7 separate regions of the Mus musculus genome follow, and regions 1, 2, 4, 5, 6 and 7 are each linked to region 3. The links are chromatin contacts, called in public Hi-C and promoter capture Hi-C maps. All regions are on one chromosome and are shown on one strand. The core of a region is the stretch at or near the end of the contact, and the rest is flanking DNA. Distances in the headings are between cores, read along the strand shown.

Region 1 (3,274 bases), core at 98-2,597, 2.3 Mb before region 3:
AGGCACTGCATGCACCTGGTGCTCAGATATACGTGAAAAACACCAGTGCAAACAACAGATGTTTAAAAAGCAAGCACACAAAAACAGTGGTGTTAGTGTTGGTAACACATATCCTGAAAATTGGAAGGAAAAAAAAGTGGATAGCTTCTAGGGACAACCTTGGAGGTTGGTGAGCTAGCTTCTGGCCTCTACATATGCACCATACAAACAACCACCCATACACCTGAACACACCACACACACACACACACACACACACACACACACACACACACCACACAGACGAGCTATCTTCTGGCCTCTACATATGCACCATACAAACAACCACCCATACACCTGAACACACCACACACACACACACACACACACACACGACTTAAGTTCTTGTTTTAGTTTTAGTTTGTTTGTTTAAGGGGGATTGGCCTGGAACTCACTTAATAGCCCAGGCTGGCTTTAAATTTGCAGCATTCCTCCTGCCTCAGTCTCTCATGAGCCACAATACTCATCATAAAATTTTTAAAATTTGTTTCCGACTTGGGAAAAAAATATATATATATAAAGGAGAGAGGCTTTCTTCCCTGACTTCCTGCCAAAGGGGCTTCTTCCTTCCTTTTGTAGGATTTATTTTTATTATTTGTGTATGCCACCTGTGCGCGGGGCAGGGGTTGAGGGTGGGAAGTGTCCTCTGGGACGCCAGAAGAGGGCAGAGTTGGAGCTGGAGTTACAGAATGCTGGGAACCGAACTCCAGTTCTCTGGAAGTGAGGCAAGCGCTCTTGTTGCACCATCTCTCCAGCCCCGTCTTCCTCATTTATCTTTACTCCAACCTGTTTGTTCAAAACCAGCTGCTAGAATGAACTTTGCAGTGACTCTGAGAAAGAACTTGGACTTCTCAGTCCTTGAGAAATCTGAGGAAGCTCTGAAAACTGAAGAGAAACCCACTTCCCAATTTCTCTAGTGTCAGAATATGGAGGTCCTTTTTTCCCCTCCAGCTACAACATAGAGATGACTACTATGGGAGTCCCTTTAGGTGCCCGTTTAGTGTCGGCTGGCTCCATTCTGGCTGTGATCCTGAACAGGAAAGGTGTTTTGTTTTGAGGAAGCAAAGAGCATCAATAGATTTGCTTATTGCGTGAAGAAGATATGGAGAGGAAACAGTTGGCGTTCTAACTTCCTCAACTGCTGATAGAGATAACCCGCCAGGCCTCCCACTCTGGGGCGTAAGGCGTCGCAGGAGCAAGACCTATGCAATTCTCGCAAAAAAGTCCCGAATGACCGCGTCCATCACGACTACGCCCCGCCCCCCAGAGGGCAGCTATAGCACCAATCATCAGCACGCAGGGCGGGCTCAGGGGAGGAACCTGCTGTTGCCCCAGCAACAGTCGGGGCACCCCAGGAGAGCGAGGCTGCGGATCTATCTACCTCAGATCTCCCTCCGCCTGGAAGGGCCCGGGAGGGGAGCGAGACTAGTCTCGACGGCGCCCGCAAAGAAGCCCGTGAACTACCATCCCCGAGGCAGCTTTCACTTCTAACGGTCAAGTACGCGGAGGTAGGAATGACGCATGCGCTACGCCTACGGGCAAGGGTAAAGCGGCCCTACACCCGAGACGAGACGCATGCGCCTTTTGAAGCTTGGCTGATCTGCCGCGAAGGGGCGGGGCCTTGCACATGTGGGCGGGGCCACAACCCTGGGGCGGGGCTTTCTAAGCGTCTGAGCCTTGGTTTATTTATTGGTGCAGGTTCCCACACCTCTGGGAGACTTCCCCATTTTTCTTGGGCTTTTCTGGGGACGTGGCTTGTATCTGTGATGAAGGCCACATTGTCAGTGGGTTGGTGGAACTAGCTTAGAATCACAGTGCTGTTCTTTATGTGATAGGCTTCAGTTTTCCCAGCTGTCAGATGGAAATAATACAGTTACCTCACAGGGTTGTGATTGAATTTTTCCTTTCCTAGAGCCATGGCTGAAGTGCACGTGATCGGGCAGATCATAGGGGCCACCGGTTTCTCGGAAAGCAGCCTCTTTTGCAAGTGGGGCATCCACACAGGTATCCTCCTCACACCTTGTTCATCTCCCAAACAATACCCAGCTCCCTCCCCTAGCCTAAGTCTCCATGTTCCTTCCTCGATTCTCCAATGAACTCATACTGTTTGCTTCTCTTTATCCTTGTCTTTCATGTTATCTCACCATCGGAAAACATAGCCCCTAAGCATATGGGGCTGTGACATAGAAAACACGCGCGCACACACACACACACACACACACACACACACACACACTTCCTGTCCTCAGGCCAGTAGACAAACTAGGTGTGCTTATGCATATCTGTAATTCCAGCACCTAGGAAGCCTTCTATTACAAGTTTGGGGCCCTGTCTCAAAGAAAAGAGCACAAAATATATACAAGATTATTGTAAGTTCTAGGGAAAAAAAGAAAGTGATGTGCTGGGGGCTGATTTGGGATGTGGAGGTCTGAGATCAGAGAAAGCCTTTCTGTGCAAGTGGCACTTGAATTGGGGGGCAGGAGGAAAACAGCCGGAAATGGGCACCCAGTAGCAGACGTTTCAGGGCAAAAGGAACAGCCGCTGCCAAGGCCTTGAGGCAAGGGAACAGGATGGGACCAGTGAGGCTTGAGGGTGGGGAGCGGCAGTGGCAGATGAGTGACAGGATCCAGGTCACACATGGGCCTTCGTGGCAACAGTGAGGAGTCTGAAAGCTTCGTGTGTGTGTGTGTGTGTGTGTGTGTGTGTGTGTGTGTGTGTGTGTGTGTTGGGAGGGGGCAGTTAGAATCCCAGAGAGCAGATAAGGTGAAGGCATTGCCCAGAGCGTTTAGCAGAGCATCTGGGGTGTAGTGCTCAGTATGTGGGCACTGCTTCTCCTTGCTCCTCACTGGGGTTGTGATGTGCTCGCAGATGGTGCCCAGTCTCTTCTTGGTCTTTGACGGAGGCTTCTGAATGTGGGGTGCATAGAGGAAGGAAAATGCTGGGGATCTCGTCACCCGGGGAGCGTAGGTCATCCTTAGCTACGACAGAGGTTTGAGGCTAGCCTTGGCTATATGAGACCTTGTCTTAAGAAAGGAGGCTCTCTGTTGGTGCTGAGAGTGCAGCTCATCAGCAGAGCATAGAGCGTGTGCCTCTGGATCACATCGCCAGCTGCAGTCATGAGGATTAACAAGTGAATAATATTTTAAAAATTCATAGTTCATCCTTGCTATGTGAGTCCTCTCATAACTTGTGAGATTGTGTTTTTTGTCGCTTGTTTTATAGACAGGGAAACAGAG
Region 2 (3,177 bases), core at 282-2,781, 2.3 Mb after region 3:
GAAGGTCCTCTTTTGGACTCCTGGGGCACCAGGCACCCTCATAGGCAAAACACATACACATAAGAATAAATAAACCTTAAAAGCAAACAGGAAAACAAAAACCTGTTGCTTTGGGGCCAGAGAGGTAGCTCAGTGTCAGAACATGGTCCAAGAATGGACCCCTGTGAGATTTGGGTGCTTGTAAGAAAACTCCAAGAAACCAAGCCAAGAATCTCATGATCTCAGTTTCTTCAAAAACACAGAACTGAATTGTTCCTGGTTTTGTGCCCCTCCAGGTGTAGGAGATAGGAGTGAGTCTATTTCAGATTATTCATTACACTAAGTATTGTTATTTCTTTATATGTCTCGATGGAAAAACATGTTTTTGCCATGTGTGTCACTTGTCCTTGTGACTCCTCTTAACCCTCAGGGTACAAACTGTCTGCTGCTCAGACTAAAGTTGGCTACTACAGGAGACTTTAGCTTGCCTCATTTATGACTCCATTCTCCCAGGTCCCACTGCCTCTAGACTAGTAGCCAATAGCTCCGTAGGTAAAAGCCCTTGGGGCCAAAGCTGACTCTGGGAGAATGAACTCTCAAAAGTTGACCTCAGCCAGTCTGGTCTACACAGCCAGTTCCAGGTCAGCCAAGGCTACACGGAGAAACCCTGACCAAAAAAAAAAAAAAAAAAAGTTTTACTAATAGCATTCCTTCTACCCAAAGTCATTTCTTTCTGTGACTCAAATTTTGTGGAACTGTTTTGTACACCCTGCTCCCCAGGCAGCAGTGCTAAGATTTTTACATTCTCCATAATTTTAAGCCGTAAGTAGATAAAAATCAGTTCTAGTGAAGGAACAGGAAAGAAATCAGGAACAGAAAAAGGAAGGAAGACCAAGAAATGTTACGCAAATAAGCCAGGCAAGTACTCCGGAGGCAGAAAGGTAGATCTCAGAGCTCACAGCCAGCCTGCTGGTCTACAGAATGAATTCAGTCACAAAGAAATCCTGTCTCAAAAGGAAAAAACAAACAACAAAAACAAAAAACAAAAAAACCACAACAATATAACAACAACAACAAAACCCACAACAATATAACAACAACAAAACCAGGGGAATGTTAACCAAATAGGGGCCTGGAAGAGCACACCTTACCCCGAGGCGCTACAGAGGAGGCGTGGCAAGAGCCAACAGGCCAGCCTCTCGCTCAGACTCCGATACAGCACACTGGTGGCTGCAGTGGTCCCCAGCCCTATTCCAATAAAATCAAAGACACACTGGAATGAAAGGGATAAGTGTCTTAGGTCACTCACTGAACAGTAAAGTGATATTAGAGATGATTTGTAAATGCAAAACCATTTCCCGGGAGTTAGAACTAAAATAAAGCAATGTGCCAACTCTAAGTGGAGCCAGAAAGATGGGCAGCACCAAACCCTGAAGCCAGCAGGAACGCAGGGGGAAAGCCTCTGCCAAGGGGGCGGGGCTTCCGGACCAGGCGGGCCTGGGAAGCCGCCTGAGGGAGCAAATAAAGAAGCGATGGGAGGGACCGAGGCCCCGAGGCGGGACCAAGGTGGCAGAGAAGCCCGGAGTTGGGTAAACAGGACGACCAGCCTCTCACCCGGTTCTGCACAGTGTCCTCGGGAGCCGCCGCGAGTCGCGTCCGCCGCCGGAGGCAGAGCGGTGGGGCAGGAGGCGGGGAGGACTGGTTTCTCCGCGCCGGAACTCCCGCCATGACAGAGGACAGCTTTTCTATCGTGTCACTCCGCGTATAACCTCCGGCCGCTAAGGCAGCCATCATGCTGTCGGAGACCAGTGTCCGTTACGCTTCTTAACAGCCGCCTGTAGCCAGCACCCACTCGAATAGCGAATGGCCGCGGGAAAGCCGGCGCCACCGCCCATTGGACGCAGCCGGCACCCCGGCTGGCCAATCACAAAGCTTCCGGGTAGGCTCATTGCCCAATGGGAGATAAGAGGCGGAGCTAAAGGAAGGTGGGGCCAGGGCCTGTCTATTTCACTGCTTACTGAGTCTGGCTGGGTTTCTCTACTAACCTGTGCTTTCTCTGTTCATAGACACACAGCTTTTAACTTTGATGGAGCTCATCCTGTCTTTTGCAACAGTCCCGGGAAGTTATTCAAGCTGTACCAGTCTCATGGATATAGGGGTAGGGTGAAGCCAAAGAGCCGTGGGCTTGGGGTCGGGAACAACACCGCCCTACTCTTGCCTATACAAATAGTGAGGTTTAGGATTGCGAAGATTGTAGCCAGCTGCTCTCCATCCCGTGATTGGGGCGTAGCCGCGGTAGCACGAGGAACATTTTGTACGCATGCGCCCTCAGTTTCCCCTGTCACGTGTTGCAGTGTTGCTCTTCCCTGGGATGACGTGAGGCGGATGGATTGCTCGGGGACCCGGACAGGGTTTGGCCCAGACTCAAGTGTTATTGCTGACTGGGCAGGACTGGCCAGGGTAGGACAGCTACACATAAGTACATTAGGGCTCCAACACTTTGGGGCGCCTGGGCAGGGACAATTGGCCTGGGAGATTCGAACATGGGGCGTGGCCCTGGGAGGGGCGGGGTTGGTCCAGCTTTGAGTCTTGGGAGCTACTGCTATGAAGCTGTAGATAGTTCATTGCTACCTTGGGAGCGGAAGGGGTGAGAGGGATGTGCACACACATCATTCTCCCTGTTCATTTTTTGGCTTATTTTTCTCTTTAAACGGTTTTCTGGGGCATCACAGGTTGAGGTATGCAACGGTGTCCCCACCACTAGAATGTCAGCCCCTCCCTGAAGCCAACAAATTTTATCCCATTTCCTGTTATTCCTAGGTTGCTAGACTAATGCCTAACACATACTATTGTCCATCAAATGTTTGTTGGAAGGGTTTGATTTTTAGCCCAGAAGTCTGTTGGGGTTTGGGAAGCGTCGCACAAACCGCTTAAAAACCGATCTCAGTTAAACAGGACTGGTTTATTGAAACTCCCCCCACCCAAAAAAAACCCCCAAAAAACAAAAACCAGCAACAACAAAAAAACCCAACTGATTGATCACCCAGACTCGGAACTGTAAGCTACAACCCTAAACATTTCCGGGGCCAGTTTATATAGGGGGAAAAGGCATAATGATCTGATAAGTAGGTGCAGGGAGAGCTGCAGCGTGGTTGGCCTTCTCCTAAGTTTTTAGTAGTTAAGACATAACAGTTCAAG
Region 3 (3,242 bases), core at 705-3,204:
CTACGCAAGTCACAGGGATCTCCTGCTTCTGCCTCCCAAATTCCAAGATTGAAGCCTAGCTTTTCTTTTTGAGCCGCTTTCTTAAACATCCACCAGCAATCGCATTGTTTCTCACACTCCCTTGTCCTGCAGAACACTGAGGGGAATGAACCCAAGATGGCCTCACAGAGAACAACTAAAGCACACCAGGCCCTTAGGATATGGTGGCACTGCACTAACAGGCTTCACCACAGGCATCCTAAGGTTCCTGACAGGCCTGGAGAGCCTGAGGGAACAGAACCAAGACTCCAACCCGATACCACAGATCCACACCCACTATCAGCCATGGCATTGCTCATCTGGACCTGGCCAACATTACCCATTACACACACACACACACACACACACACACACACACACACACACACAGAGTCAGAAAATCACTAGCTCTCAAAGATGCCAAATTCAGTGCTATCACTTTTCCACTCCCAAAGTTCTCAAGAGTGAACAGAAATCGTCTACCACCTACATTTTCCCCTGTACAGAACACCTATTAAACACATCCCATCTAACCTTAAGTGAATGAGACTCAAACTACCATATTTATTTATTAGGTTCTGTGCAATTACTGCGGGATGACCCTAATCTATATCTCTAAATGACAGTCTGGCGACTGGCTCGACTGCACTTCCCAAATCCTTGCTGTTTCAAACTTCCAGGGCTACTTCTGCTCCAGCCGTCTGGTGTCCCCGGGAGGCATATCACTCTGTCAGGAACGGTTGGTCCAGCTCTTGGAGACCTCCTGTTCTCTAGTCTTTTCCTCCCCTGTGCTCTGCCTCTGTTCTCTCTCCTCCCCTGGTGGTGCCTACTTGAGACCCACAGCTCAGTTACTCAAACTCTACCTCTCTCTATTCCTCTCAGGAACTGGCTGTGGCTAGTTTTATTTAAACTCAGGTTTTAAGCTGGGGAGCAAAGTTCACATAGCATCACTTGGAGTATGTGAGGATCTGCTCATGGCGAAGGGTGGGGGGGGGGGGACACCAGATCTTGGGAGCCAGTATTTAGCATTAAATACAAGCAGCACCAGCACCCCTGAAGTCCCCCTGCTTTGAAAGGAAGGTCTATAAAGATCAAAGTCCATCTGCTATGTGATGCCATGGATAGGAATTGGTTTGAGTTTGAGATTCCTAAGGTTAACCTCTGGAGATTCTTATCTATAAAGTCTAGGGGAAAGGTCTGATTATTGAGAGATATCAAGGATCACTGAAACAATAGTGAGAATACTAATTGGGAGGAGAACGAACAATGTAAGAGCCACAAAGTTGGAGCTATCAGTTTGTCTGTTACTCCTTCATTTACTGACAATTCTATAGTCTAAACCTAAAGCCTCGTTTCTCACACGGAGAGAAAGCACAAACTTCGCCCTTGAGTCTTAGCTGAGTAGCAATAAAGATCTCATGCTTCTCTAGCCCTCCTTTGGAATAATGGCCGAAATGGGGAGCCTGTGGGGAGCCCAAGGAAGCCTGAGATCCCAAACTAGATCTGAGAGCATCCTCAATGAGCACTTTCCCTCCCTTCCCGCAACACTCGCATTGCTACAGCTCAGGGAAACCTAGGGATCTTATCCCCCTAGGGGCCCCTCGGAGGCACTTCCGGCCTCAGCTACTCATGTACCTCAAAGGAAGCTTCCCTTCAGACTCTGCACCTGATCTTTCCTTGCTTCAGCCCCTGTGCCTGCAAGAGAAAGCAGGAGCAGAAAGCTACAAGCATAGTGACACAGGAGATGCAGAGTGCTCAAGGTGCGTATACATACAGAGAAACAGACACACACATCACCGCCCCTACACACTCACACAAATATCAACATCCATCCCACACCCACACCCAGCATGCTGGCTCCGATCTTACTCTGTGAGGACGTAGGCCATAGAGCGATTTCTTCCACCTACGAGAAAAACCTGACTTTTCAAGGGAGCGATACACGACACCGGAATTCGATCCGTTACTTCCGGTGCGGTGGACCCTGGGAAATGTAGTCCTTGCGGCGGAACTCCGGGAAGCCCAGAGCTCAGAGGTTCAGGGCGATCCGAGCTTGCTACTGGGACCAGCCCACCTGGGAGCTGCGCCTGGTGGTGTCAGGGGTTTTTCCAAAAAGGCACAGCCTTTAAAAGCTCCCGTGTGGTGCTCAAAAGGTACTTCCGCTTCTGCGCGCCACTGATTTTTCTCTTCCCTGGAGCGGACTGACAAGCAGAACAGGAAGTAAGATCAGAATGGGATATAAGTGACTTGAGTCCCACTGAGTGGGATTCCACCTCGCTGTGACCTGGTAGGGACTATGGTAAATTTGGAAAGACTAAACTAAAGAATTGTTGGTGTTAAACGTGGATAGTTTACATCAGCGATTTCAGACAGCCAGGTGTTCTGGACCCTCCCTGAGTTCAGGGTCCCTGTTACCTAGATAGAAAACGGTGAGTGAGGAACACATCAGAAAGTTTCAACTGAGTCGTGTCCGTTAGACAGTAATTTACCTCACGTTGAAGGATGAAAACAAGGAGGATTTGAAAACAAGTCAGACTCAACCGAGTATCAACTACAGAAAATATGTTAAAGTTCAGTACTCTAGAAGATTACGAGTGACCGTAATGAAGACTCAGGTTGATTTGATAATCGAGACAGACTGGGGACACAACATTGCCAGTGTAAATAAAGAGGCCAAGTCATCAAGTATAATAAACATGGCTGCGCGTGGTAAGACATGCCTTTTATCCCAGCAAAGGGGAGGCACAGCTCACTGCATGTGTGTGAGACTGAAGCCAGCTACAAGTATAGAGTGAAACCCTCCCTAAAAACTAAAATAAACTAAAAGTACTAATAGCGCAGCTTCAGGCACGAAGCAGGGGGAAAGCCTGGTAAGTAATAAGGTAGTAATAAGAATGACAGCCAGAAAATGGCCTAGTTGGCCGTCATTGGGAAGAGAGACCCCTTGGTCTTGCAAAGTTTATATGCCCCAGTACAGGGGAACGCCAGGGCCAAGAAGTGGGAGTGAGTGGGTAGGGGAGCAGGGCAGGGGGGAGGGTATAGGGAACTTTCAGGATAGCATTTGAAATGTAAATAAAGAAAATATCTAATAAATAAGAAAAGAAGCAGGGGGTGGGGGTGGGGGGAGATCAAATTGTGAGGGCTGGAGGGATGGCTCAGTGGTTAACAGCACTGACTGCTCTTCTGAAGGTCCTGAGTTCAAATCCCAGCAACCACATTGTAGC
Region 4 (3,259 bases), core at 124-2,623, 2.3 Mb after region 3:
ACTTAAGTCCCTGTTCTCACCCCTGAACAAGACACCCACTTAGTCGGCCCACTCACCCCAATTTACAAACACCAAAACCGTCCTGGAAGCATGAATTACAGGACAGCAAGTCTTCCTGCCCTCTGTACCCTGAGAAACCCCCAGTGCCTTGTATGAAGCCCACCCCACATGGCCCACAGTCCCTGTGCTGGCCAAGGCTCCCAGAAAATTCTCTATTTTTTAAAGTGATAACTTCCCCCCTTTGGGGGGAAATCCCCAAATTTGGAGGCCCCATTCTAGAACTCTGGGGAGTTCAAATTCCAGAGAGAATATATATTATATATGTCCCCAAATTTCCCATCCCTCCAAGCCCCACGATCTCTAGAAGACCCCAAATTTCTAATTCCCAGGACTTCCCTACCCAAGTAACAGAATCTTCAAATCCCCAGGGAATCCCAAACTTAAGACCCCAATCCCAAGCCCTCAGGAAACCCCAACTACAAGGTCCTAAGGACTGGGAGGAAGGACCCTGTTGCCAGGCTCTCAGGGCATCTCAAACCTGACTCCCAGGCACCAGGAGACCCCAAACAGGAAGTCCCATCTTTGGAACAAGGATAGAGGACTCTAATACTCTTAGTCCATGGATCATCTAATCTCTCAACCTCCAAATTCCATGGGCCCCAGCTTCAAGGGAACCCCCAAGTCCCAAATCTCTGATTACTAATATGTGCAGGGCCCCAGGGCTCTAACAGGACCCCAAGTCATGGAGTCCCTACTTCAATCTACCTTCCGGTCACAGGTCCAAGACACTAAATCTGAGTCATTGGCCCCAAAGGACTTCACAGCTCCTGGGCCAGACCAACAGCCTGCGGGAGAACCTGAGGGCCCCATAGGTCCAGAGCAGACCTGGGGCCCTGACCACCAAGGACAGCTCACGACTGCCCCTTCACTGCATGTCCCTAAAATCAGCATGACTCCTGTCCTCTTCAATAAAGACGTTTCTATGGCCTTCTTGTGTCAGGTCACTGGGGGGTTACTGCATTGACCCTGTGCCCTTGCTGGGTAAGAATGGCAGAAGGTTTGTTTGTTTGTTTAATGTCCTGTCCCTGTGTCAGTGACATAGGACTTACAACTTGACCTGCAGAAGGCTAAGCCCTTCACGCTCCTTTCCTGCAGTCGCCCTCGCTGTGGGTCTCAACTGAGTCCACAAGGACACGCAGGTCTGTTAGGTTCTGGAGTACTGATTGGTAGGAACCAGGCGAAGTCCCGCCTGAGTTTAGGACACAACCTATGCCTGAGCGAGGATGGCGGATGCTGAGTGAGAGCGTGGATAGGCTGGAGGGCGGGCCCTTAGGTTCTCTGAGTATGCCCAGTGGTCTAAACCTTCCTGCGTCAGTAATGCTTGGCGGAAGTGGCAGGGGGGGCGTGCGAGGATGCGCGCGTTGAGTCTGGATATCCGAGAAGACGCTGTAGACGGTCAGATTTATTTTGGGGAGAGAGGGGAGTCTTGGGGACGGGGGGAGCGGTAGGAGTGAGTGTCCAAAGGACTGAATGTGGAGGTCTAAGGCGACTCAGGGTGAGAGCTCTAGGGGGCTCAGTGTGGAATCCTGACACTCAGGGTCTGAGAGGTTCTACAGGGGAAGAAACTTTGGCAATCTGGCTCAGATCTGAGGGTGCTGAAGTGGGTTCTGAGTGGGGAGATAAGAGGAAGCTGGGAGTGGACAAGTCTGAGAAAGCTCAGAATGGGAGATGTGAAGGAGCCGAGGTGAGAGGAGGGAGGGTCTTTAGGCTCGGAGGGACCTGTGCTTACGATTGCATTCGAGAGAGGCTTCATGTGTGGGCGCGTTCTCTGTGATGCTTGGGAAGAAGATTCACGTATACTTTGGTGGGCAACGGTGGACAGAGCGATGGAGGATTTTACTGACTGCTGATATCCGGGCTGGGAAATGGGGGTCGCGGGACGGGGAGTGATCTTCGGGTGGCTTTGAGAAACTGAAGACTCCAGCGTTGAAGATTGGAGTTTATAGGAAGTCTGAGGGTAGGGTCTGGCCCCTAATGGGCTGGAAGGAAGGCTGGTCACAGCTTGAAGATAGGAGGCTTAGTGACTTCCTCCTCCCCACAGGACGGCGCACAAGGAGTTGGTATCCATGGAGGAGCAGGACGCCAGGGTCCCAGCACTGGAACCTTTCAGGGTGGAACAGGTTGAAAAGGCTGGGGTGTAGAGGAATGTGGGAACGATGGGTGTGAGGTGGGTGGAGTGACAGACTCATTCCTGGGTCTCTTGGTTGGACTGCCCCAGCTCTCCTCAGAGTATAGCCGGCTGCCCCACTTCCAATATGCAGTTTCATAGGCCATCCCAAGTCTCTCTCCAAAGGGAAAGGTTGCCCAGTCACGATAGGATCCCTGTGTTGGGCAAAGCTGTTCTTAACCTTGCTAGCGCTGGGACCCTTTAATATAGTTCCTCATGTTGTGGTGATTCTCCCCTCCACTATAAAATTATCTTTGTTGCTACTTCATAACTATTTTATGAATCATAATGTAAAGGTCTGTACTTCGTGATGGTCAGCAGGGGGTCGCGACCCACAGGTTGAGAACCACTGTCCCAACGGTAGTTCTTAATTTTATAGGCGCCACCTCTAATCTACTATGTCCCTGACTTCATCTCCAAGGAAGAAGAGGAATATTTGCTTCGACAGGTACCTCTTTCTCTCTCTCGCTCATTTTTAGCGTGTGTGTTTGTGTATGTGTGTTTGTTTCTGTGGTCACATGACATAAACATAAACGTTTATTGGGGGAGGGGTCATCCGTCCTTCTTGGCTGCTGCTTTCCTCATGGCTGCCAGCACGTTGCTCACCTCTTCCTACTTCCCCTTCGCATGGGTGTTCGTGCCCACCCTCTTCTTGATGAACCTGAGTGCCCACTTGTCCTTGGAGACCTTGAGCAGCCCCATGGCACGCTGCTCAGTGGGCACGGAGCTACACACCTCCCGGGTCATGTCTCACGTGACCTTGGTGTACTCGGTGAGGGGCCATGGCACTGGCTGTGCCTCGGCTTGCTGATGTTATTCTGTCACCTTGCAGCCCTTGTTGAGACCCAGGGCCATGGCTGCTGCTCTCCTATGGGGCTGGAACAGGACCCCCTCCCCTGCCTTTCTTGTCTTCTCATAATTCCTTCCCGACACTCAGCCCCTGTATGAGAACCCTGGAACTGGGAAACCCCTGGCAAGGAGAGTACCTTTGCACACTCCCATACTCCTCATTCCTCTTTCTGACATTTCTAG
Region 5 (3,218 bases), core at 304-2,803, 2.8 Mb after region 3:
CAGTGCCCACCTGCTCAGTTGAGTTCAGGTACTGAACGATGATGACGATGGTGCAGTGGCCAAAGGACATGATCCAGGCCACCAGAGCAGCGATCACTCCATACAGTGGCCGGCGGGATAACTTGTACTGCACCGGGAAGGCCACTCCCAGGTAGCGTTCCATGCTGATGCCCGCCAGCAGCCACGTGCTGCAGTAGATGCTGCTGTAGAAGCCGAAGCCTGTCAGCGCGCACACGATCTTTGGTAGGTACCAGCGGAAGTTGGATGCTGCTTCCACGATCCGGAAGGGCAGCAGCAGCAACAGGAGCAAGTCCGCCAGGGTCAGATTAAGCAGGAGGATGTGCACAGGGGCAGGCTGAGGCTGGCGAACCCGGCCCATGAAGGCCCGCAGGGCCAGCAGGTTGGCAGGGAGCCCAGTAAGAAAGATGAGGATGTAGGCCGTGAGGATCAAGGAACTGTGCCAGTCTGGGGTCATTCTGGAAGATGGGGGGAAAGGTGTAGGGTCAAGAGCTCCCCACCTGCAGTGCACACAGCCTGCAGACCCTCTTTCCGGAGAGTTCTGACTGCTCACATCCTCTCTGGTTCTCTCCTGTCCTCAGTCCAAAGCTGTCTGCTCTTCACCACCGCTTGCTCAAGCCACCTGCCAGAACTGCCCAGAGCAATTATTGACTTAGCCTTGGGCGGGATATTAAGCTGCAGTTATTACGTTTGCCATCCTGTGTCTCTGGGGGAGACCAAGTTGACTTCCCACGGGAATTTCCCCTCTGCTTTCTAGGGCCCCTTTCCTCTGTAGCCTCACAGGTAATAGGAAGTAGCTGTGATCGGTTCCCTTTCTTGCTGCTGACTGTGGCTGGGGGCTAAAGCCTGGTGGGAGAGAGGGGAAGGCAGCCATAGAAGCTGGGAAAGATCAGGTAGGTGTGTGTCTCGGGAGAAAAAGGAAACTTCCAGAAGGCAAACCAACCCTGCTAACCCTCGCTCTCCTCAGCTTCAGGTGCCCACCCCCTGCCACCTCCCCAGCCTCCCAACCTGTCAGCTTACCTCCTTGGGCAAGTTCAGGGGTTTCTTCTACCTGGTTCTCCTCTGGTCCAGTGCTGTGGAACCTACCAAAACCGGGGAGCTAGGGTAGCCAGTTCCTTGCTCTATGGCTTGTCCCCCCCAACCTCCAAATTTTAGATACACAGCCCAGAGAGCACAGGTGGCTGGCTTAAGCTTGGTGCTTTGACTGTATCCAGGACTCCTCCTCTACAGGAGGTGACTTTGTTTCCACTTGGTTAGTAACTCTTGCTACAAACGAATAGTCACTCTCTCCCGGTCCTTTTCATTTCAAGGTCTATGGTTCCTTACACCCACCTCCACCCTCAGCCTCCGGGTCTGTGTTCTGACAGACATCCTGCAGCCTCCTCCTCACCCCACAGCTGCTCCTCAGATCCTCTCCCCTGCGTGCACACACCACACTGGCTTGCCTTGCCTGGTTTCAGAGAGAATGTTTCTTGGGGGTTCCTGGTGCAAGAGGAGTTTTAGCAATTATTGCAGCCAATTTCATACAGAAAAAGGAGGGGGAGCCAAAAATCATAAGGAACTTGGTTGGTGGGAAGATCTTATACTAGCATGGGTCACATGACCAGAGAGAAAGAGGCAGGTCAGTAACTGAGCAGTATTTCCTCTCAAACCCAAAGGGGGGGTGGGGGTGGGGGGCGGGGGGGTGCTGCGGCTCTGTCCTCTCCCTGGAGATCTGTTCTATTCCGATTTTGACAGATTTTTCTGACCCTACTTCCTGTCTCCCTGCCCCCAAACCCTGAGACACTGCCCCCCTCCTATCCTCCCACCTGCCTCTCCACCCGCTCCCACCCTCACCCCCTACCCCTGTCAGCTCCTTTTCTGTCTTCTGATTGGCTTCTTCAGAGCAATGTCTAGAAGGTCAATGTCATTCTCAGAACGAGGCTTCCCGTTTCCTGTGATTCCTCCCTTGTCTAACTTCTTTGTGGTCTCCTGGTGTCCACCCCAAGTTTCCTTCGGCCTTGTTGAGACAGACTGGCTTTCCCTAGCTTGTGTCTTGTTTTTTGGTGCACAGTTGGCCTGCTGCGGGCTGCCATCCAAGTCTCTGCACTGGGAACTTTGGGTCAGATCAGATTTTATGAACTTTCCTTTCCTTCTGCAAGCGAGCATGGGAATCCTAACTGCACTGCACATCCAGGGCCATCCAGTGAGGCTGGAGGCATGAGGCATCAGGGTCAGGGCCCCTGGTGCTTCCCTCAAGCCTCTGACACCTTCCTAGAAGGTGAAAGTTAGGAGTGGGGCCATACATAGGCCTGAATCCTAACTACTCTACAGGCTAAGGCCAGCTAGGCTACAGATGACAGGCAGGGAGGTTCACTCTCTGTAAGGGGTCCCCTGTGGCTGCTCTCAGAAGAGCTGCACGCTCTGCATCCTCCCCTTCCTCCTCCTCTTCTCTCCCACCCCTTGGTTTCTCTATGTCCTCTCCTCTGACCTGTTTAGTTACCTACGAGTTAGCCAGTCTTCCCAAGGCCTCCACAGGGCTGGAGAGATGTCTCAGTGGTTAGGAGCATTGGTTGCTCTTGCAGAGGACCTGAGTTCAGTTCCCAGCATCCACACGGCATGGCGGCTCACAATGTCTAGTTTCAGGAAATTGGACGGTCTCTTCTGACCTCCATTTACACTGATCATACATGCTGTATGCAGACAAAACACTTATATATATTAAAGAAAAATCCCCCAAAACATATACGTGAGAAAACAAGGGCAAGAACATGTTGCCTTCTCCACTCCTTCCCCATTCTTCCTTTCTCCCTCTGTCCCTCCCTTTTGTCTTTCTTTTTCTAGTATTAGAGATGGGTTCTAGAGTCATTTGAATTCTAGCCATGCCCCAGCCCCCTCACGGGGGAATTCTAGGCAGGGGCTCTACCACTGAGCCACGCCCCCAGCCCCTCACTGTCCTCAGACCAGAGTGGGTTGTTTAAAACTTCCAAAGGCCTTCCCCTAGTAACCTACTTATACTAGCCAGGCCCAACCTTCTAAAATCTCCATAGCTTTCAAAATAGTCCTCAGGCAGCTGGGGACCCAGCAGTAGAAACAGGAGCCTGCAGGAGACATTTCAGATTCACACCATACATAGCACAGGAGAATTAAGGAGGAAACCTGCTGTTCCTTGCTAGTGTGGTTTTGTGTTCATGATTTTTTAAATAAATATTCATGAAAAC
Region 6 (3,522 bases), core at 238-2,737, 2.7 Mb before region 3:
ATTTTTTTCTTCTCAGTTTGTATGTTTTAATTTGTTTAGAATTTTTCTTCCGTTTTTTTAATTTTCTTTCTTTCTTTCTTTCTTTTTTTTTTTTTTTTTTTTTTTTTTTGAGACAGTCTCCCTATGGTATAGACCAGACTGGCTTGGAATTTGGAGCAATCCACCAGTCTGTTTCCCAAGTACTGGGGTTAATTGCATGTACCATGTCTTACTCCAGGAATTTCATTTATTTGCTATTTTGGGAATGTGATTCAGGACCTTACACATAAGCTAGGCAAACATATTACCACTGAGCTACATCTCCAGCCAGAAAGCTTTTTGTTCATACTTTCCTTTTCCTTCTCTTTTCTTTTTTCTTTTTCTTTCTTTTTTCTTTCTTTCTTTCTTTCTTTCTTTCTTTCTTTCTTTCTTTCTTTCTTTCTTTCTTTTTTTTTTTTAAGACAGAGTTTCTCTGTGCAGCCCTGGCTGTCCTGGAACTCACTCTGTAGACCAGGCTGGCCTCAAACTCAGAAATCCGCCTGCCTCTGCCTCACATGTGCTGGGATTAAAGGCGTGCGCCACCACTGCCTGGCTTTTTTTTTTTTCCCCCATTTTTAAAACAGATTCTCACTTATGTGGTCCTGACTGTTCTGGAATTTAATGCAGAGACCAGTCTGGCCTTGAATTCACAAAGAATTGCCTGTCCCCCTACCCCGCAGATGTGTCTAGCCAGAAAGCTTTTGAAATGGCATTTTGAGCAGCAGTGAATGAATTTTCTGCAGTGGAGGGTGAAGGATAAAGCTAGGAATATTTGTTGGAGTCTGATGCTGGAAGACCTTCCCAGGACTCTCAGTTGCCCTATGGGAAATGACAGAATTAATAGCAGCATGGGTGGGGGTGGGGGGCATCAAACTACACTAAGGGATAAGAGGCCCAGTGATTTGTCCTAGGTCTTCTGGTAGGGACATGACAAAGCCAGCCCTGGCAGCTAGAGCACTGGCTCCTCCATATCTCACCTTTGTCTCAAGCAGCTGGGGTTCACACCCTAGGGGTGGGGCAGGCAGTCAGGAGTGATTGTTTTGTTAGAAGGTTTTACTGTGTGTGTGTATGTGTGTGTCCCAGAACAATGTCTCATCTTCTGTGTGTCTATGGGCACAAGGTTTGCCAAATCTAGAGAATGGGTAATAATAGAATAATTTGGGGTCAAAACTGGGGATCAGTGGTCAGGACAGAGCTCGGTTTTCTCGGTTAAATCCTGGAGTCTGCAGTCCAAAGAAGACCCTTGCTTGCGGGAATGTGAGTTCAGTTTAGGACACACGCATCCTGAGGTTTCTTTGAGACGCCTGTAGAAGAGGATCACAGCTGGGGTGAGGTGACAAGAGAATGTTCTCTCTCAGGTGGGAAGAGTAGGAGACAGTTTAGTCCATCCCGGAGGAGGGGGCGGAGACCGCTGCGTCCAGCGGCCCCTTTAATCGGGGGCGCGCGCTGGCCAGCCCGCGCGCTCTCGCCTCCGTCACCGGGCCGGAGCGGGAGCCGGAGCCGAGCCGAGGCCAGAGCGGGAGGAATGGAGCCCTCCCGCGCGCCCGTGCTGCGCCGCCTGCTGCCGCCGCTACTGCTCTTGCTGCTGCCACTGTACCCCCGCACCCGGGCCAAGTACGTGCGGGGCAACCTCAGCTCCAAAGAGGTGAGCACACCGAGCCATCTCCTAGCGTTCCCTGGCCCGCGGGACCCAAGAGGGGATGATGCCGCCCCGCCCCCTGCGCCCCTCCCGGGCCGGGGCGTGAGGAATGGGGGCCCGGACCAGGGAGAAGGCTGTGGGTTGGGGGTTGCATGGTGGCTGTCGAGGCCAGCCTGGGTGGGGAGGGTCGGTAGGCAGAGTCAGAGTTACGGGGAACAGAGCTGCACCATGGTGGTGCTGAAGGGACAGCACCCCTCACTCCACCAAGTGGAGGTTGCCTGGCCTGCTCAGGACCAGCAAGGAAGGTTTGGGAGATTGCCCAGGATGTCATGATGGCATGGTTTGTGGGACCACCTTGGGGCTGCTCTCTCTCTCTCTCTCTCTCTCTCTCTCTCTCTCTCTCTCTCTCTCTCTCTCTCTCTCTCTCTCTCTCTCTCTCTCTCTCTCAGCATGTGTGTGCATGTGTGTGTGTAACTGGGGGAATGCAGCTGAGAAAGAGTCCAGGACAGATGGTGGTGGGGATGTGCACCTGGCCATCCCTGGTCTTTTTCAGTGTGTCTGGAAGATGGGGAGGAGGAGGACGGGGGTGGGGGGGAAAGAAACTTGAGGGACATCTGAGGGAGAAAACCAGGGCAGCAGAAAATCGGACACACAGCAAAAGGATCTGGAAAGAATTCTGGAGGTGACTTAGCTGCTTTGTGGTGTTTGGGAAGCTAAGTGGCTTTGGGTAGAGAAGAAAAGTTGAGGGTCTGTGGGTAGGGTCAAGCTGAGTTCTTGAAGGACTCAGATCTCACTGGATTCTTTTTGCCAGGATTGGGTGTTCCTGACAAGATTTTGTTTCCTTTCGGATTATGGACGACTGGACTTCCGATTCCGATACCCCGAGGTGAGTCTCCCTAGCCACTCTCCTTAGCTGAGGCTGGACACTCCCTTGGCCCTCCTTGGCAAAAGCTCTCCAACTGCTATAAACACCCCAACCGCCAAATCTCTGGGTCTTCAGGCTAAGTGCTGTCAGAACATCCTCCTCTACTTTGACGACCCATCCCAGTGGCCAGCGGTGTACAAGGCAAGGGACAAGGTGAGAGCTGTGAAGAGTGGGTATGTGAGGGGTGTCCAGGGACAGAAGGCCACAGCCATTCAGAGGGTGACCATGCCTCTGCCTTGCCCTAGGACTGTTTGGCCAAGGAGTCGGTGATCAGGCCAGAGAACAACCAGGTCATCAATCTCACCACTCAGTACGCCTGGTCGGGCTGTCAGGTGCGAGGCAGTGCAGAGGTGCTAAAGGTCTAGGGCCTGGTGGCATTGCAGATGAGACTTCAGCCTTTTGGCTTCTCCCCAGGTGGTGTCAGAGGAGGGAACTCGCTACCTGAGCTGCTCCAGTGGCCGCAGCTTCCGTTCTGTGCGTGAAAGATGGTGGTATATCGCACTCAGCAAGTGTGGGGTAAGGGCCTGGGGCAGCTGCCTGGCCTTTCTCCTCTTTCCCTTCCTGTTGACTTCCTCCTACCTGCCCAGAGCCCCACTTAGGCCTCCCCACTCCCCACAGGGAGACGGGCTGCAGTTGGAGTATGAGATGGTCCTTACCAACGGCAAGTCTTTCTGGACACGGCACTTCTCAGCTGATGAATTTGGTGAGCAGATCTGGGAGGAACAGTGCAGGATGGAAGCCCCAGCAGGCAGAGATGCCCACTCCAAAAACCTTTTCCCACCTCTTCCGTTGAATCCTAGGGATTTTGGAGACAGATGTGACCTTTCTCCTCATCTTCACCCTTATCTTTGTCCTCTCTTGTTACTTTGGATGTGAGTACAGCACATTCGGGGGGAGAGGTGGGACAAGTGGGAGAGCTGAGATATGGAAATGCCCCCCC
Region 7 (3,390 bases), core at 844-3,343, 2.6 Mb before region 3:
TTGAAGCCAGCCTGGGATGTATATATGATGCTCTACCTCTCAAATAGCAGCAACAACAATAAAAACAACAAGAATCGATGTACATGTTTGGGTGTGTCACGGTCTCCACGTGTGTTCGTGTGTGCTGAGGATAGGACTCACTGTTGGTTCAGGCAGAGAGCTCAGGGGTTGTCCTGTCCATTTCCCTCACCTATCCCCATCTACTGGACATCCAGAAGCAAGCCACCCACCTCCACTACCTGGTCCTCACTCCGTGAGCCTCCTCTGACTTAAGCCTGTTTCCTGCAGAGCATCCAGAGGATCTTTTGAAAGCATAAGGCTGACCTTGCCCTTCCAGCCCACCAATGCTTCCCTGCCTTCCTCCCAGATAAAGCTTCAGACTTGGGCATGGCCTTTTAAGCTGACCTAGAGCCCACCTTGCCTGCCCCAGCTTCCTGACCCCAGCCTCCGCCCCCAGACCTCTCTCTGCATTGTCAGGCGCTGCTCTTCCAGCGGTGTTCCTGCTGCTCTGCTCTCCCCACCTCCCTTGCTCGGTAGCTGATGCCTGCCCGTCCATGAGTCTGATGTCACCTTGTTGGAAAAGCTACCCACGCTCATTTTCTCAGAATTTTCTTTCTTGAAAGCAGGACACATTTTCTCATGTAGCCCAAGCTGGCTTCAGACTGACTATATAGTCAGAGACTACAAGACTTTAAGCTTCTTTCTGATCCTCTTGCCTCGGCCTCCCTACTTCTGAATTATAAGCAAGTGCTATGATGCCTACTGTGTGTGGTCCTGGAGACAGACCCTTGGGCTTTGTCCATGCTAGTCAGGTACTCCAGTAATAAGCTACATCCCCAGCTCCAGGATTTTTCCTTTTATCATACTGGCTTGTTTACAATGTTTTGTAAATGGGTGAATGAGAGAGGTTGAGACAGAGTTCCACTCTGTAGCCCTGACTGACCTGCAACTCACTATGTAGCCCGGGCTTGCCTTGAACTGACTCAGCTTCCCAAGGACTGGGATCAGAGGTGTGCGGCACATGCCTGGCAACAACAGTCTTATTACCATCTGTGTCCTCAGCTCTACTGAGACTGCCCTGCTAGTTACAGAAAGCCGAAGCCTGGCACCTCTAGGTATTGAATGTCTGTCTCGGGATGAAATCTTTGTGACTAGAGCCTTTTAGATTCAGAATTAAGGTTGAGGCATACAACAGCTGTCAGCTCCACACTCCCTGCTCTGAGAAGGCTGAAGGTATCCATCTCCCTGCCCTCACTGGACAGGTACAGGAAACCCAACCAGCTCAGTGCCTCTGTGTCTCTGTCGTCATTTGGGAAATGGGCTGATCATAATGACAGCTGTCTCATCCAGTTACTTGTGGCAAGATCACAAGGATAAATGACGGCTCCAGCCAGTCAGGATACCCTTGGGGCAGAGGTGGGATCTGATTCACAGGTCTGAGGCCTGGCACTAGGAAGGGCCTCAGGAAATGACAGTCACTTCTCAGAGCTGCGAGCCTTTGTGAGTGTGCTTACCTGAACCCCGTGCAAGGGAGGAGCCTTACTCAAGCAGATTCTTTCTGACTCCTCATGACACTAAGGGCAGCTTGGCTATTAACAGCTCCACGTCACACTTCACACATTCCTTTGCTTATCAATCTAATAAATACTTGAATGTCCATGTGTCTGGCATTCCCTGTAAACAAGGCAGACACAACCCTACTCTTAGGGAGACCAGTGTCTAGTAGAGTCAGACACTCTACTCAGCACACTCAGCCAGACAGTAGACTTACATACACCTCTCCAAAACACACACATTTGAATCTGACAACAGCCCTACAGATGCCTGTTGGGAGCTCAGAAAAAAAATTGAGAAAAGGTCCCTGTTCATTACTTCACATTCATAGCAATTTGGTACAATGGGTCTTTGCGATTGAGGTTCCATATCGCTTCAAAGCATAGTGTTCTGCTATGTGTCTTTGTTGGGGGATAGGAGGCTTCAGGGTCCTGCTTGAGCTCCAACACTTGTCTACCAAAGGAGGATGAGGAATGATGAATTTGGGGGTTTTGGGTCTGGTAAGCCATGCCAGGTTTTTTCTGGTTTTGCCTGCACAGGAACCTGTCCCTGGAGTCTGATAAAGATCCATGGACTGCCGGTGGAGCTGCATAGCGGAGGGCTTGCTTAGTGTTCACCAGGCCCTAGGTTTGGCTGTAAGCAGCGCCACAAGACAGACAAAACTCATAACCAAACCAGGACTTAATGCCTGCTCTGATTGAGCCATGCAAAATCTTTGGTTGTTCTGCCACTGTTTCTCCAGCCTTTTGGATCCAGGGAAGCTAAATGGTAACTCCCTCCTTTCTCTAAGGACAACGTAAAAGTTCTCATGTTTTGCAAGTCGCCCCAGGGTTGCTGGGTTGATGAAGGTCGATTGTCAAAGAGCAGATGGATGGATTCACTGAGAGAGTAAGAAGGGGCTGCAAGGAGCTCTTCCAATTACCGGATGCCCCTTCTGCCTACCTTTTGCATTCTATTTATTTAGAAAAAGCGGTTAAAAACCCTTCTACGTTATTCTTTTAAGAGGGCAGAAGACATGAAAACCGCTTGAACCGAAACAGAAAACACTAAAGGCACAGCTCTTGGCCACACAGAAAAAGGAACCTGAGAGAGAACCTTATTCCGACAGACGAGCATTTCGGACACTTCCCCAAAGACCGCACTGGGACAGACGTAGTCCTTACGTCTCGGTGGGGCATTCTACTCTCACATCACCCCCCCCCCCACGCGCAGGACGGCAGTGGATCAGTCCACGGGTCTCTTCCCCCTCGTGGAAGTGGGTCAGTTCCCCCAGTCCCCAGTCCCCCGCAGGATGTGCGGGATTTCTTTTAAGCTGTTACCGACTCACCTTTGATCTTGCCTTTTCGCCACCGCCTGCGACTGCGGTTCTTCGATCCTTCTTTGCCCTGCTTGGAGGCCTGGGCCCCCACGGGCGCCGATTCCACGGCCGGCTCCATCAATTCTTTCCAGTCCTGGCGCGGGGCCCAATTCCAGCGATCAAGTTCCTCTCTTAGAGTCAATCCTAGTTACACACCACTGCCAGGCCCCCAAACCATCCAATCCTGGGCAGGCTCCTCGCGGAGCTCCGCCTTTAATGGGTGGGGCTGAAGGTCTTGGCCCGCCCATCTGCTCAGATTAAAGGAACCGCGCAGTGCACCGTAACGACAAACAAAAAACCAAAAACCAAAAACCAAAAAAAAACCCGCAGTCCTGGAAGCAGCGAGAAGTGCCCTCACAGCAGGAATAGTGAGGAGTCGCGTTAGAGTCACCCCAACAAAGAATTCTCAGTCATCTTGTGCAGGTGCTGACCCTCGCCATCTCATTCACCTTTCCTTGAACCTGGCCCGCCCACTTGCC

What was found. Promoter capture Hi-C pulls out the DNA fragments that hold promoters and counts their contacts. A called contact is a pair of places that touch in the nucleus more often than the background predicts. Capture Hi-C pulls out chosen DNA fragments and counts their contacts.
Region 1: a Hi-C map of B cells shows a contact between it and region 3, with 6 read pairs. The contact joins the promoter of B9d2 here to the promoter of Zfp780b in region 3. A contact is called at or near these places in 1 of 39 promoter capture datasets (cranial neural crest) and 1 of 484 Hi-C or Micro-C datasets (B cells).
Region 2: a contact with region 3 is called in a promoter capture Hi-C map of adipose tissue. The contact joins the promoter of Thap8 here to the promoter of Zfp780b in region 3. A contact is called at or near these places in 1 of 39 promoter capture datasets (cranial neural crest) and 1 of 9 other capture datasets (adipose tissue).
Region 4: a contact with region 3 is called in a Hi-C map of B cells, with 6 read pairs. The contact joins the promoter of Alkbh6 here to the promoter of Zfp780b in region 3. A contact is called at or near these places in 2 of 39 promoter capture datasets (cranial neural crest and hippocampal neurons) and 2 of 484 Hi-C or Micro-C datasets (B cells and CD4 T cells).
Region 5: a contact with region 3 is called in a promoter capture Hi-C map of hippocampal neurons, with 3 times the contacts expected there. The contact joins the promoter of Ffar2 here to the promoter of Zfp780b in region 3. A contact is called at or near these places in 3 of 39 promoter capture datasets (cranial neural crest, frontonasal cranial neural crest and hippocampal neurons).
Region 6: a contact with region 3 is called in a promoter capture Hi-C map of liver, with 2.5 times the contacts expected there. The contact joins the promoter of Tmem145 here to the promoter of Zfp780b in region 3. A contact is called at or near these places in 2 of 39 promoter capture datasets (frontonasal cranial neural crest and liver).
Region 7: a contact with region 3 is called in a promoter capture Hi-C map of liver, with 4 times the contacts expected there. The contact joins the promoter of 4732471J01Rik here to the promoter of Zfp780b in region 3. A contact is called at or near these places in 2 of 39 promoter capture datasets (liver and pre-B cells).

Annotation. Positions count from the first base shown.
Region 1 is chr7:25,679,433-25,682,706 of GRCm38.p6, forward strand. B9d2 (B9 protein domain 2) reads left to right here and starts at 1,348. Exons shown (of 4, transcript NM_001362154.1): 1 at 1,348-1,546; 2 at 1,951-2,042. The coding sequence starts at 1,955. It also overlaps a transcript of Tmem91 not described here.
Region 2 is chr7:30,278,563-30,281,739 of GRCm38.p6, forward strand. It overlaps Thap8 (THAP domain containing 8), which reads left to right and starts at 1,532. Exons shown (of 3, transcript NR_144498.1): 1 at 1,532-1,918; 2 at 2,046-2,137. Wdr62 (WD repeat domain 62) reads right to left here and starts at 1,848. Exons shown (of 33, transcript NM_146186.4): 1 at 1,594-1,848. The coding sequence starts at 1,770.
Region 3 is chr7:27,977,203-27,980,444 of GRCm38.p6, forward strand. It overlaps Zfp780b (zinc finger protein 780B), which reads right to left and starts at 1,955. Exons shown (of 6, transcript NM_001081021.1): 1 at 1,888-1,955.
Region 4 is chr7:30,307,380-30,310,638 of GRCm38.p6, forward strand. Alkbh6 (alkB homolog 6) reads left to right here and starts at 1,374. Exons shown (of 7, transcript NM_198027.3): 1 at 1,374-1,455; 2 at 2,102-2,180; 3 at 2,607-2,675. The coding sequence starts at 2,127. Clip3 (CAP-GLY domain containing linker protein 3) reads left to right here. Exons shown (of 14, transcript NM_001360763.1): 14 at 1-988.
Region 5 is chr7:30,819,639-30,822,856 of GRCm38.p6, forward strand. Ffar2 (free fatty acid receptor 2) reads right to left here and starts at 1,554. Exons shown (of 3, transcript NM_001168510.1): 1 at 1,469-1,554; 2 at 1,039-1,100; 3 at 1-476. The coding sequence starts at 475. Gm32236 (a long non-coding RNA gene) reads left to right here and starts at 783. Exons shown (of 3, transcript XR_881940.2): 1 at 783-911.
Region 6 is chr7:25,304,621-25,308,142 of GRCm38.p6, forward strand. Tmem145 (transmembrane protein 145) reads left to right here and starts at 1,488. Exons shown (of 15, transcript NM_183311.2): 1 at 1,488-1,663; 2 at 2,469-2,543; 3 at 2,658-2,735; 4 at 2,828-2,914; 5 at 2,997-3,098; 6 at 3,201-3,285; 7 at 3,383-3,454. The coding sequence starts at 1,544.
Region 7 is chr7:25,392,620-25,396,009 of GRCm38.p6, forward strand. 4732471J01Rik (RIKEN cDNA 4732471J01 gene) reads left to right here and starts at 2,094. Exons shown (of 7, transcript NR_015569.3): 1 at 2,094-3,334. It also overlaps a transcript of Lipe not described here.